2 separate regions of the Callithrix jacchus genome follow, and region 1 is linked to region 2. A link is a contact called in public Hi-C data. All regions are on one chromosome and are shown on one strand. The core of a region is the stretch at or near the end of the contact, and the rest is flanking DNA. Distances in the headings are between cores, read along the strand shown.

Region 1 (6,121 bases), core at 77-2,576, 180 kb after region 2:
CTGGTGATTAGAATGCCATTAATTTGCTTTAAAATGGAGAAACAGCAGTACTATATTATAAAATATTACTGCTCTGCATGTTGTAAGAATCCCATATAATACAAATATAACTGGCATAGGGAAATTGATTAAATTACCACAAGGTTGAAATAACTGTATTATGTTATTCACAGTTATTTTAATTTCAACCATTCAGAACATGATTTAAAGGAAGTTTAACTGGCCTTAGGGCTAGAGATAGAAGAAGGAATAATTGAGATTTGGGGAGGAATTTTAATCACTTAAGCTGTTTAAAATACTTCAAAAGCATGTATACATCTACCTGATATACTACGTCAAAAATAATAATCTATTCACGGAAATAGCCACATCAGAATCTCTATTTGCAGTAAAGTACAAATATTTTCTTATTCAAATATTTCACTCATTTAGTCTGGTCTTCTTTCAAATAAGAGATTTTTTTACTTTTACCTGTAATTCAGTAAGTTAAGGTCCATGTGAATGAGGAAAAGTGCACATATACATTAAGCACACTCAAAACCGTAACTGTTAAACCACAAGTTGTAATATACATTATCGTTTACAAACTGAGAACCAAGCCCCACAATGGAAACCATGTAGTTTACAAACATTTCTTTTAGAACTGATTGGGAGGTCAAGGCAGAGGGAGACTAGTGTAGGCAACACAGCAAGATCCCATCTTTACAAAAACAAAAATTTAAAAATTAACTGGGTGTGATGGGCCTTGCCCAGTTACTTGGGAGCCTGAGGCAGAAGGATTGCTTGAACCCAGGAATTCAGAGCTGCAGTGAGCTATGATTGTGCTACTGCACCCCAGCCTGGGCAGACACTCAGCCTCCACCACCTGGGTTCAAGCAATTCTCCAGTCTCAGCCCCTCCAGTAGTTAGAATTACAGGTGTGCGCTACCACACCCAGCTAATTTTGTATTTTTAGTAGAGATGGGGTTTCGCCATGTTGGCTAGGATGGTCTTGAAATCCTGAACTCAGGTGATCCACCTGCCTCAACCTCCCAAAGTGTTGGGATTACAGGGATGAGCCTTGGTCCCAAACCTCTTTTCTTTATAAATTAGCCAGTCTTGGGCAGTGCTTTATAGCAGTATGAGAACAGATGAATATGTCCCAAAATGGGTCCCGCTGACAACCAGTCACATTGTGTGAACCAAACTCTCTGGACCTCTGCCTCTTAAAAAAAACACGCTTAGGAACTGTGGAAGGTAACAACAAATGCACTCAATGTAGACATCTCAGCAAGCTGTACACTATCTCAGTCCACTGTGTGAAGTTAGCACCCCACCTTGTGGAAAGCAGTAGGTGGTGTTTAGTGGAAGAATGTCATGTTAATTTTAGAAGAGCTGGTGGATAAATCCTGCACCCACCAAACTGCCACTGATTCTTATATAAACCAAAAATGCAAAACCAAAAAAAGAATGCAAATGAAAAGAATTCCTATTTATTAAACTAGCAGCAAAACTTTTGTGCCTCTGAAATAAAAGGATATGAGCCTCAAAATATTGGTGCTTATGGTGGTATGTGTTTGGATTATTTTTTCAGAAAATAAATATTCATTTATTTAGATACTTACAGAGAAAATAAATATTTCATATTATTAGGTGGTTACTCCCACTGGGGCTTGTATCTATTCTTAGTTTTGCTTCTAAAAAATAGCTGTTTTCTAATTGTAACTTTAGAAAATACAGAAAAATATTCAAAGACAAAACCAAAAATCAACCAATATCTCCCTACTCTTTGGAAGAAGCCCCCACCCCACCTAACACTCTAGCTCACAGAGATCTCTCCCTCCTCTGCATTCAAAACATTCATTGTCCTTTGAATGTTCACACACATACAAACACACACGCACAGTTTTAAAGTTCCTTTGGTCTTAGTTTGGTCAAACTCTTGGGGTTATTTATCATTCCTGTTACTTTCCTGGCATCATCTCTTCTGGAGTTCTGTCACTTTGCTCTGTTCCCAGCTGGTTGCTCTCTAGGACCACCTATGAAGTCTCCACACTGGAACTCCCTTCACTGCTGTCCCAAGAATTCCCTTCCCTTCTCTCTTGGTCCAAGGCCCAGATCCCTGGAGCTGAGTCACCCTTTTTGGGTGCCCCTTGTTTTAGTGGGGCACACCCTCCATGAGAGGGTACATGAGGAATCCATTTGAGACCCTGCTCCATGTACTTCTATTTGGACCTCAAATGTGACTCCCTTGCTTGTTCTGAAAGTTTTTGATACCTTCTCATTACCGTTAGTTCTGACACTGCGGACATATCTTGTGACTACAGTTTCATTGGACGCAGGATAGTCCTTTTATTTTAAAAGTCAGGTCCTTCTATTTTAGAAATTTCCCTAGGTCATAATTTTGTTTCATTTTGAACTTTTCCCATTTCTTTGTTCTTTCTGGATAATTGACCTCCAACATCCAGTTTGGTTGTCTAATTTTCATACTTTTCTCTATTTTTTTATGCTTTTATTATGCTTTTAATCTTTTTCTTGAGTTCTTCAATATGATCTTCCAATCCGTCACTGAATTTTATTACTGCAATCGAAATTTTAATAGCCAAGGGTTTTTGTTGTTGTTGCTGTCGTTATTTATTTATTTTTTAAAAATAGGTCTCATTCTTTCTTTCTTTTTTTTTGAGACAGTCTTGCTCTGTCCCCAGGCTGGAGTGCAGTGGTGCGATCTTGGCTCACCACAACCTCCTCCTCCTGGGTTCAGGCGAATCTCCTGCCTCAGCCTCCCAAGTAGCTGGGATTATAGGCACGTGCCACCATACCTGGCTAATTTTTCTATTTTTAGTAGAGACGGGGTTTCACCATATTGACCAGGCTGGTCTTGAACTCCTGACCTTGTGATCTGCCTGCTTCAGCCTCCCAAAGTGCTGGGATTATAGGCATAAGCCACTGTGCCTGGCCTCATTCTTTTTTTAGGGAAATAAGGCCCTTTCATTCCTTTGACCATAATTGTTTTCTTTTAAACTCCCCACTGCCACTCCTGCCTCTGCAATGCCCTTTTCTCTAGTTCCTTTCGTTGATTGTTACTTTTGACTTCCCTTGTTTTAGAGGCTTTTCTCCAATGTCTGATAGTCTGCGGATGTCTATTCAACCACTGATTCTCAAGTGCGGACGAGGATGAGAAGCCCTAGTTCATATTAAAGAACAAGGCGTGAAAAGGCCTATTGGAAGCTCTACGTTCAGCTCTCTACCACCTCTACAGAGTAGTGCAGGTGAACAGCTCAGTGATCAGCAGTGCACTGCCACCTGGTGGCAGGCTGAGGGGGTGACACTGCAGAGAAAAAACAGAAGTCCTTCAACACTTGGAGGGGCTCCGCCAGGTCCATTTCTGAAGCTTCGAGTACCTTTTGGGGGAGGGAGGGAGAGGGGGAAGAGGAGAGGGAGAGGAAAAGTGAGAGGGAGAGGGAGAGGAAAAGTGAGAGGGAGGAGGAAGGTAGAGAGGAGGAAGAGAAGTAGAAGGAAAGGAGGAGAGAGGAGGGGGGAGAGAGAAAGAAGGTCGAAGGTCGAAGAGAGTAAGGAGAGAAAAAAGGAAGAAAGGGAGAGTGAAAGGGGAATGACGGAGGAAGGAAGACAAGAAAGGAGGGAGAAAAAAATCCAGAAATGTGTAGAATTTAGGAAATGGTTTTGAATCTGTGCAAAGTGGGTCTGGGAAGTCCCTTTGAATCCCAGGTTCCTCTAGGCAAGGGTGGCTGTTGGGTGGCATGAAACCCTTTAGACGCTTGGAGATCGGGATGCTCTGCTTTCAGACTTCTTAGGGTTGGTGATGGCAATCCCATTCTTATAATTGCTCAGAACAACAGCTTTGAAGTCATGCTTGATTCCTCTCATTTCTGCCATGAAATTCTGTGAATTCCACGTTCAAAAAATCCAGCATCCTAGTATTTTCCCGTACTCCCAGCTCTCCTGATGCAAGCCACATTATCTCTTGCTAGGATTTCTGCAACAACCTCCTAGCTGGTTTCCTTGGTTTCTCTTTTGGTGCATTTGTACCACAGCCCCTGAGTGACCTATGTAAAACTGTATGATTGTGTCACGCCTCCGAGCAAAACTTTCTAGCAGGTCTCTAGTTTCCCTGGGTTAAGAGAGGAAGTTTTAACAAGGTCTTACAAGGCCCGATATCCTCTGGTCTTTACCCACTCCTCCATCTCCTCCTCAGTGTTTCTCCTTCCTCACTCTCCTCCAGGTACCATGATTAGCTGCTATTGCGTCAACATCCGGGGGTGTTCCTCTCTATGGCTTTTCTAGAGACTTTCCCTCTGCTTGAAACATTCTTCTCTCAGGAGTCCTTATCTTCTTCAAGCCCCTAAGATGCTGCAATCTTTTCCACCCCATTAAAATTCCCGGATCTCCAACCCTGTGCAATCTGTCCCCACAGCACTGATGTCCTTTGAACAGGCTTCACGATTTCCTTTTCACTATGTCTAGTATTTGTCTGCTCATCCAGGTCAAGTGGAGAGAGCTCCATGATGGCAGACACTTCTTTTTTTTTTCCCACTGGTATATCCCAACTATTTATAATTTTGTCTGGGAAATGGAAAGCAAATATTTATTGTTAAATAAACATTTTTTTTTTTTAAAAAAAGCATTAGTACTCCAAGAATGTTATGAAAAAAAAGCATTAGGATTCTGACTCCTATAGTATTATAAATTTGGGAAGATTGAAAATCTTTGTAAGTTCTTAAACATCAGGAACATGCTTCTGTATTTATTTTTTTACCACATTTAATGTCTCAATAAGATTTCACTATTGTGCCCATATTGATCATTTCCTTTTATTAAAGTTCTTTTCCCAGTAATTAATATCTTAGGTATCTTTCTTTATTCTTTTTCTAATAGTTAAAGCTAGCATATAAGGAAGTGGTTGAATTTTGCATATTTGGCTTGAATCTGATACTTTTCTGAACTTGTATTACTTGACAGTCTTTTGCTGGTTTTATGTCCAGATCTAATTTTATTTATAGAATATATTACTTTATTTCTTCTTTTTCAATATTTATACTTCTTATTTCATCTTAGGTGGTGGGTCAAAACAAAACTTAGTATGACTAATGGCAGATATTCTTCTTTTTGTTCTGATTTTAGAGAGAGAGAATGTAATGGACATTGGCTTTTGGCTCCAAGGATACTTTTTCACATTAAGGAAACCATTGACAATGTTAGAATGATGGGATATTTGTGCAAAGCCGTGTTTCAGGAAGCTAAATGTGTGCAGCCAGGAATATGAATATGATTGAAAGAAGACTAGAGTCCAAATCAGTAGCATGTGTAGAGTTTGCACACACATTGCAAATGTACTGCAATGCATACATTGTATTAGTAGACTAATAGAATTATGCAAACTCTATTAGAATATACTTGGTATACTCAGTATTCATGGCTTGAGTAAATTACTGAAAAATATGAATAGAGGGCATAGTGGCCACAACAAAAATAGTTTGAAATATCTATTACATTGGTTTCTACACCATATATTTACACTCATAACTTCTAGGTGTACTTCAAAATAGGAATTCAATCAACAATCTAACAGGGGTCTCCAACCACCAGGCTGTGTTCCAGTACCAGTCTGTGTCCTGTTAGGAACTGGGCTGCAAGGCAGCAGGTGAGTGGCAGGCGAGCCAGCATTACCACCTGAGCTCTGCCTCCCATCAGATCATCAGGAGCATCAGATTCTCATAGGAGCACAAACCCTATGGGCTTTTTGATTTTCTATATTTACTGTAGTAAATTTGGAAAGTTATAAAAATGCTTACAGAATGTGTATAAAATGTACTTTTTAAAATAACTTGCAGAATAAAATAATACTATAGTATTTGGTGAAAAACTGAAAACGACAGGAAATGGTACATCTATACTATAGAGTTTACAATCATTTTAAAGTAAAAAGTAGTCTGAGGGCAGTGACTTATGCCTGTAATCCCAGCACCTTGGGGGGCTGAGGCAGGTGGATCGCTTGAACCCAGAAGTTCAAGACCAGCCTGGGCAACCTGAGATTGCTGCACTGCACTCCAGCCTGAGCAACAGAGTGAGACCATCTTAAAAAATAACATAACATAACATAACATAACATAACATAACATAACAT
Region 2 (6,599 bases), core at 2,196-4,695:
TGTGCCTCTTAGCGCAGTTCCACACCTGAATGGACTTGGTTAGGGGTGCTGATGGATTCGGTTAGGGGTGCTCACCCAGTGAGTAACATCACATCAGTGTCGTGGGTGTTAGATGAGATGAATATATGGAAGAACTCATAGATTGCAGGCTGCCTGTCAATGAGACTTTCCTCTTTTTTCCTAATCCTCATGCTGCCAGAGCAAAAGGCTGGGGATGACAGGACCCTTGGGCCAGTTTTCTGGACAAGGCCAAGTACACAGAATATGCTAGAAAGTAGAACCCCTCCAAATTAGGCCTGCTTCCCTTGGGGAATTATCCCAGCCAGCTGGGCTGCCTTCCTTAAGGAATTGCCATCTACAACAAGCATTATATCACCTTAGTCTTTTGAAATGCTTTAAAGCTTGCTAATAATATCCAGATTTATAGCTAACTGCACTATGAATATCCTTCAGACAACTGATGCTCTCAAGGGAGATCTCTAGAAAGTCGTCTCCAAATCTCCTTAATAGAATGTATTACTTGAGGAAGATATATCCATTCATTCACTCAATCAACAAATATTTATTGAACATTTACTGTGTGTCAGACCCTGTTAAAAATGCTGGAAATACAGGCCTTAAATAAAATAAGTCAGTCAATGTTATAGAACTTTAAAAGTTGATAAGTGGCACGGAGAAAAATGAAGGAGGAAGGACAAATAGGAAACGCATAAAGGGGCAGGGTATCATTTTAAATTTGGCAGTCGGGGGTACCTCACTGAGAAGGTGATGTTGAGGAAAGATTCGCAGTAGGTGAGATTAGAGCCATAAGACCATCTAAAGCAAGGGGAAACATCCCAGGCAAAGGGGCTGGCAAGATGCCGGGGTTCCAGATCACAGCAACGGAGGCCTATTCAGTCACAGTGGAGTGGGCGACGGAGAGCATGGTTCAGGGAAGAGTCAGGGGATCAGATCCTGAGGCTTTTCTGGCATTTGTAGGAACTTTGGCTTCTAACCTGAATTGGGAAGTCTTTACAGGATTTTAAGGAGAATAAAATTGTGACCTGACTACATTTTAATAGCAGTGATTCAGTAAGAAGAGGATGGTGGCTTGGAATAGGTCATAATGGTGGAAGTGATGTGACCTATTGGATTCTGCATCTATTTCAAATTGGATTTTCTGGTTAGATGAAAGAAAGAGTTGGAGAAGACTCTGAGGGATTTTGGCCTGAGCAACTGGAAGATAACTTTGCCATCAACTGATATGGGGCAAGAATTTGAGTGTAGCATTTTAAGGTAGATCAGAAATTAATTTTTAGTTGCTTTAATTGAAATGTCTTTTAGACCGCCAGGTATAAATCTCGAGTAGGCAGTTAGCTGTCTGAGTCTGAAGTTAGTGCAGGAGGTCCTGGCTAGGATTTACATTTAGGAACTTGGGAACATATTAATATTACTTAAAACCATGAGATTAGAATGAATGTAGATAGAGAGGGGAAGAAATCCAAGGACTGTGCTTTAAGGCACTTCATCATGCCCTGGAGATAAGGGAGAACAAACAGAAGACTGAAAGGGAGTGACCAGCGGGTGGAAGAAGAAAGTGGGTATGGTGCCCTGGAATGCAGGCGAAGGGTTTCACAGAGCTGTGCGGGGTCCAGTGTGGCAACTGTGGCCTCTGAGGGAGAACTAAGGACTGACCGCTGAATGATCATGATTGAAGTAGGTGAAGAGAAATTGGGAGGAAAAGAATTGGAAAGAGTAAGTGTAGACAATCTTGAGGAATTTCGCTGTTAAAAGGAACAGAAATGGGGAGGAAGCTGGAAGAGGAAAGAGTTCATAGTAGATTTTTCTTAAAGATGGGAGATAGTTGAGAATGATTCAGTAGAGAGAAAGATTTTGATAAAGAGTGAAAATTACTGCAGAGTGGCCAGGCATGGTGGCTTATGCCTATAATCCCAACACTTTGGGAGGCCAAGTGGATCACGAGGTCAAGAGATGGAGAGCAGAGGCCAACATGGTGAAACCGTCTCTACTAAAAATGCAAAAATTAGCTGGGCATGGTGGGACATGCCTGTAGTCCCAGCTACTTGGGAGGCTGAGGCAGGAGAATCACTTGAACCCACGAAACAAAGATTGCAGTGTGCTGAGATTGCACCACTGCTACTCCAGCCTGGGCAACAGAGTGAGACTCCATCCCCTGCCTCCAAAAAAAAAATAAATTGAAGAGCTATGTTCACATAGATGAGAAAGAGTGGGCTCTGGTGAAGTGTGGGCCATAAGATCATGGACCATTTATTAATGTTCAGGGAGAGGGCTCAGATGATGGACCTGTGTTGATAGCAGGTAGGTATTAGGCGGTTGGCACTACCAGAGGTTTTTCTGATTGCACCAGTTTTCTCAGAGGAACAGGAAGTAAGATCATTGAGAGTGAGGATGGGAAGGAAGCTCTTGAAGGTTGAAGGGGAATTTATAAAACAGTTATGCAGAAGAAGGGGAAATGAATGGAACGGTATGGGAGCATGAAAGTTTCCGATAGTAACTCAGATGGCATCCTCACGCTGATTTTTTTTTTTTGGCCTCTTTTATTGTTCCCCCTAATAACTGAGGTCCAGCATAATGCCAGCATGCAGTAGATGCTCAATAAATATGTAAGTTAATTTCAGAATTGGGATTCTATCCACCTATATCTCATTTATTGCTAACCCTGTATGGCACTCACTATAGCTGACCTGATTGCTCTTAGTATTCTAAGAGCCTTACCTGTTTACTAAATTTAACTCATAACAGCTGTGGGTATGGCACTTAGAGCCCCAAGACAGGACGAGATCACCAAGAGCGTGAGAAGTAGTATTACTATCCTCCAATTTCAAGTGATGCGGCAGATTTCAAAGAAGTCCCACTCTTTGTCCGAGGTTGCTCAGCCATTAGGGGACAGTGCAGAGGTGTGATTCTCGGGCTGTATGACTCTCAAGCCCAAGCCAGTAATCACTGTCCCAAGTTCATCCTGTCTACTCTCTTCACCATCAGAGAGCGGTGGCCCACATTGCTTGTCACACATTTCAAAGCTGAGCCTGGAACCAAGCCTTCTCCCAATTCAGTGCTCTTCCCACCACCGTCCCCTGAGATTCATCCTATCTTGGGATCTACCCATAATCTAGTTCACATTAACACACATTAGCTACCCATGATAGCAGCGGTAGTGCCCAATCCATAAAGACAAAGCAACTGTCATGTGATGAGGGGATCTTGCCTGCACTGACCAGCCATCCAGGAGAGGGCAGTCATGTGCGCCTGATCACCTCTGCCCCACCCACAGGCTCTGCAACTACAGGCTCCGAGCTGGATCCAGCTTGTGTCCTGGCTTTCATCCTGAAGCCAGCGCACCCCTGAATGTTTGTCCAACCCAGTGGTTCTCAAGCGGCCCTTCCAGGTGACTTTTTGTCCCGATGTAGCATTTAGCAATGCGTGGACACATTTTTGGGTTGTCGTGGCTGGTGGGCGTGGGAGAGCGTCCTGGCTTCTGTGTAGAGAGGCGTGGCAAGTTGCTAACACCCTTCAGGGCGCAGGACAGCCTCAGCCCCAGTGAAGATCTGGTCCACAATGTCAGTGAGAAACTCTACCCTAAAGGAAAGTCCTAAACACCCCCAGGAACAAATAGAAGATGGCTTTGATAAGGATGTTCAGATACAGTAGTGATCACTCAAAAATAACGTGCGAGTTCTGCTTCTTGGGGAATGCCAAAGGCTTTATAATGTCTAAGTGGATCTTGACTCATCACTTTAGCCGCTCCTACCGCTGATTGTGCCAGGTTGGGAGGTGTGTGCATATGTGCCCTTGACAACACAAGGCAGCTGAGAGGAGAGACTGGCCCCCATTAGCGTTCAGGTCCAGCAGGACATATTTACCTTCGTTTGGAGAAACCATCCTTCCTGTTCTGTGGAAACGTTCTCTGCCCTCACTCACTATTCGTGATATTGTGAACTTGGTTTTGCAGAACCATGATCTGTAGCCGATACTGCTGGGCCTTGTAGGAGGAGCAGGTACTTGTTCCCTGGCCCAGAGCACTTCTGATATTCCAGAGTGGTTCTCAAAGTCCACTGACCTCACCTACCAAACAGGGACTCTGGGAGGGGACACCTCCTCTGGAATTGGGAATGTGTCCTGAAGCATGTCCTGAATCACACCCCTTTTTGGAAAAGCATAAGCATTTATCCATCCCTTACCCAAAACAAATATTGCCTCCAAGCCAAAGTGAGCCCAGCATTCATAAAATATTGATCTCTCCGTAAATCAAGTTGCTCCACTGTTTTTTACAATGTAACTCTTGTTCGACAGAACATAGAGCTTGGGAATTAAGATCAGTCTTAGTCAGTGGAATCAGTTTTTGATCTACAGCAGTTATCCTCCCCTTTCCTTCGCACAGACCCTACTGTGAATATCTAAGAACTCCTGAATGACAAACCTAAAGTCAGTTTATAGCTATGACAGGAAATATGAAACAATCTCTAAATGTTCTTCAAGCTATAGGTTTCACCAATGACCAGAACCAAAGATCTTCTTTACACTAGTTGATTTAAAATTCATAGTGGGAAAATATCTAAAATTCGTATGCAGCAACAAAGCTGGGATTTGGATTTACCAGTGTCTGCAGAGCTAATTCAAGGACTTCTTTAGAGGAGAGAAAAGAAGGCAGGATATACCTATGTGAATGGCAAAACATTAGAGCAACCTTGCTGGCCTCAGTTGAATGTAACACTGTGCTCCTGAAATTTAATGATAGTAATAAACCATGATCACTTATGGGATGCTATTTCTATGGGCTGGGCACAATACCAAGTACTTTCCAGGTAATCTCACCCCATCCTCAGACTACCACCAGGATATAGGTATTCTAGATAAGGAATCTAAAACTCCTCCAGGCATTCTAGATAAGGAATCTAAAACTCCTCCAGGCATTCTAGATAAGGAATCTAAAACTCCTCCAGGCATTCTAGATAAGGAATCTAAAACTCCTCCAGGTATTCTAGATGAGGAATCTAAAACCCCGAGAGGCCAAATAACTTGTCCTGGGCTACCCACAAAGAGGCAAAGCTGGGATCTGAACCTGGGAAGGTTAACGCTGAGCCCCAGTAGACATTTTAAATGTGCTAAGAGAGTTTGCTCTTGAAATGAAATCTGAACTAGATCCTTTTGAGAAAACAAAGATACTGTCTCTTTCACAAAGTTTAAATGTTTGGTGAAGAAGGGTTCTATAATGTGGTACTAACATCCTTGTGTGGTTTCATCAATGTAACAAGTTTTGTTTGCATCGTCACAAAATGATATGGTAGGAAAACTATGAATTTTTAGAGTCCCACGTGTTCAGGTTTTTATTTTCCTTCTACTAATTATGAACTCTGAGACTTTACAAAAGTTACTTGTCTCTTCTTTTCTTTTTTTTGAGACCAGAGTCTCGCTCTGTCACCCAGGCTGGAGTGCAGTAGCATGATCTTGGCTCACTGCAACCTCCATCTCCTGGGTTCAAGCGATTCTCCTGCCTCAGTCTCCCAAGTAGCTGGAGCTACAGGCATCTGCCATCATGCTTGACTAATTTTTGTATTTAATATTTGTAGAAGCAGAGTTTCATCATGTTGGCTAGGCTGGTCTTAAACTCCTGAGCTCGTGTGATCTGCCTGCCTTGGCCTCCCAAAGTGCTGGGATTACAGGTGTGAGCCACCGCACCTGGCCTGCTTGCCTCTTCTAAACCTGTTTTCATATCCACAGAATGAGATGAGTATTACAGTATATGTCAGGTGTCTTGGAAATTGCCTACCAATGATCACTGTGATGATCACTGTTGGTTTAGAAGTTAAATGTGTGTTCCTGATATTTATTTTTTGCTATGTATATTATAAATTATGGTGGGTACTTGACTTTGACATCTGTTTTATGTAATGCCAAAGGCCAGGCATAAAGAAACACGGCTTGTTGAACTATGGTTCGTGCTGAGGAAAACACTGATATAAAGGATGTTTGTGTTTTAAACTTTAGGAACTGCCCAGGTTATGGAAGGTGGCCAAGTGGAATATAAGCCCCTTTCAGGTATTCGGTACATGTGGTGGTACCATTTAATTGGCCTCATCTGGACTAGTGAATTCATCCTTGCGTGCCAGCAAATGACTGTAGCTGGAGCAGTGGTTACTCGTTATTTCAACAGGTAGGTCCAGTGTTTGTTTTCTATTGGTTTATCTATGTGCTTCATGTTAATATATCAAAAGATATTTGGGAATGTTGACCTAGCCCCTTAAAATGAGTTGGCAAGAATAAAAGACTAAGCTAAAAATTAGGCTGTATGCTCATTTGATGGTGAGAAGAAATATTATGCCCTAAATCTGTCACATTTCCAACCTCTTTTGCTTTAAGCTGGAAAATTGAGAAAGAAGCCAAACAGGGAGAGATCACATTGCTTAGACTTGAAAGATAAAAAGGGGCTGGAGCATGGTGGTGCAATCTCTGCTCACTGCAACCTCCGCCTCCCAGGTTCAAGTGATTCTCCTGCCTCAGCCTACTAAATAGCTGGGACTACAGGCACCTGCCACCATGCACGGCTAATTTTTGTATTTTTAGTAGAGATGGGGTTTCAC

The links. A called contact is a pair of places that touch in the nucleus more often than the background predicts.
Region 1: a contact with region 2 is called in a Hi-C map of induced pluripotent stem cells, with 3 times the contacts expected there. The contact joins two enhancer-like sites. A contact is called at or near these places in 2 of 3 Hi-C or Micro-C datasets (induced pluripotent stem cells and skeletal muscle).

What each region holds. Positions count from the first base shown.
Region 1 is chr7:133,008,100-133,014,220 of calJac240_pri, forward strand. All of the region lies in intron 2 of ALG14 (ALG14 UDP-N-acetylglucosaminyltransferase subunit), which reads right to left. Among named protein-coding and RNA genes, the nearest start is that of ALG14, 29 kb to the right of the region's middle. Within about 2 kb of position 1,327, at least 3 of the 16 cell types and tissues checked have an H3K27ac peak or open chromatin away from gene starts, as enhancers often do.
Region 2 is chr7:132,822,321-132,828,919 of calJac240_pri, forward strand. It overlaps SLC44A3 (solute carrier family 44 member 3), which reads left to right. Exons shown (of 15, transcript XM_009001749.4): 10 at 6,007-6,172. Among named protein-coding and RNA genes, the nearest start is that of SLC44A3, 34 kb to the left of the region's middle. Within about 2 kb of position 3,446, at least 4 of the 16 cell types and tissues checked have an H3K27ac peak or open chromatin away from gene starts, as enhancers often do.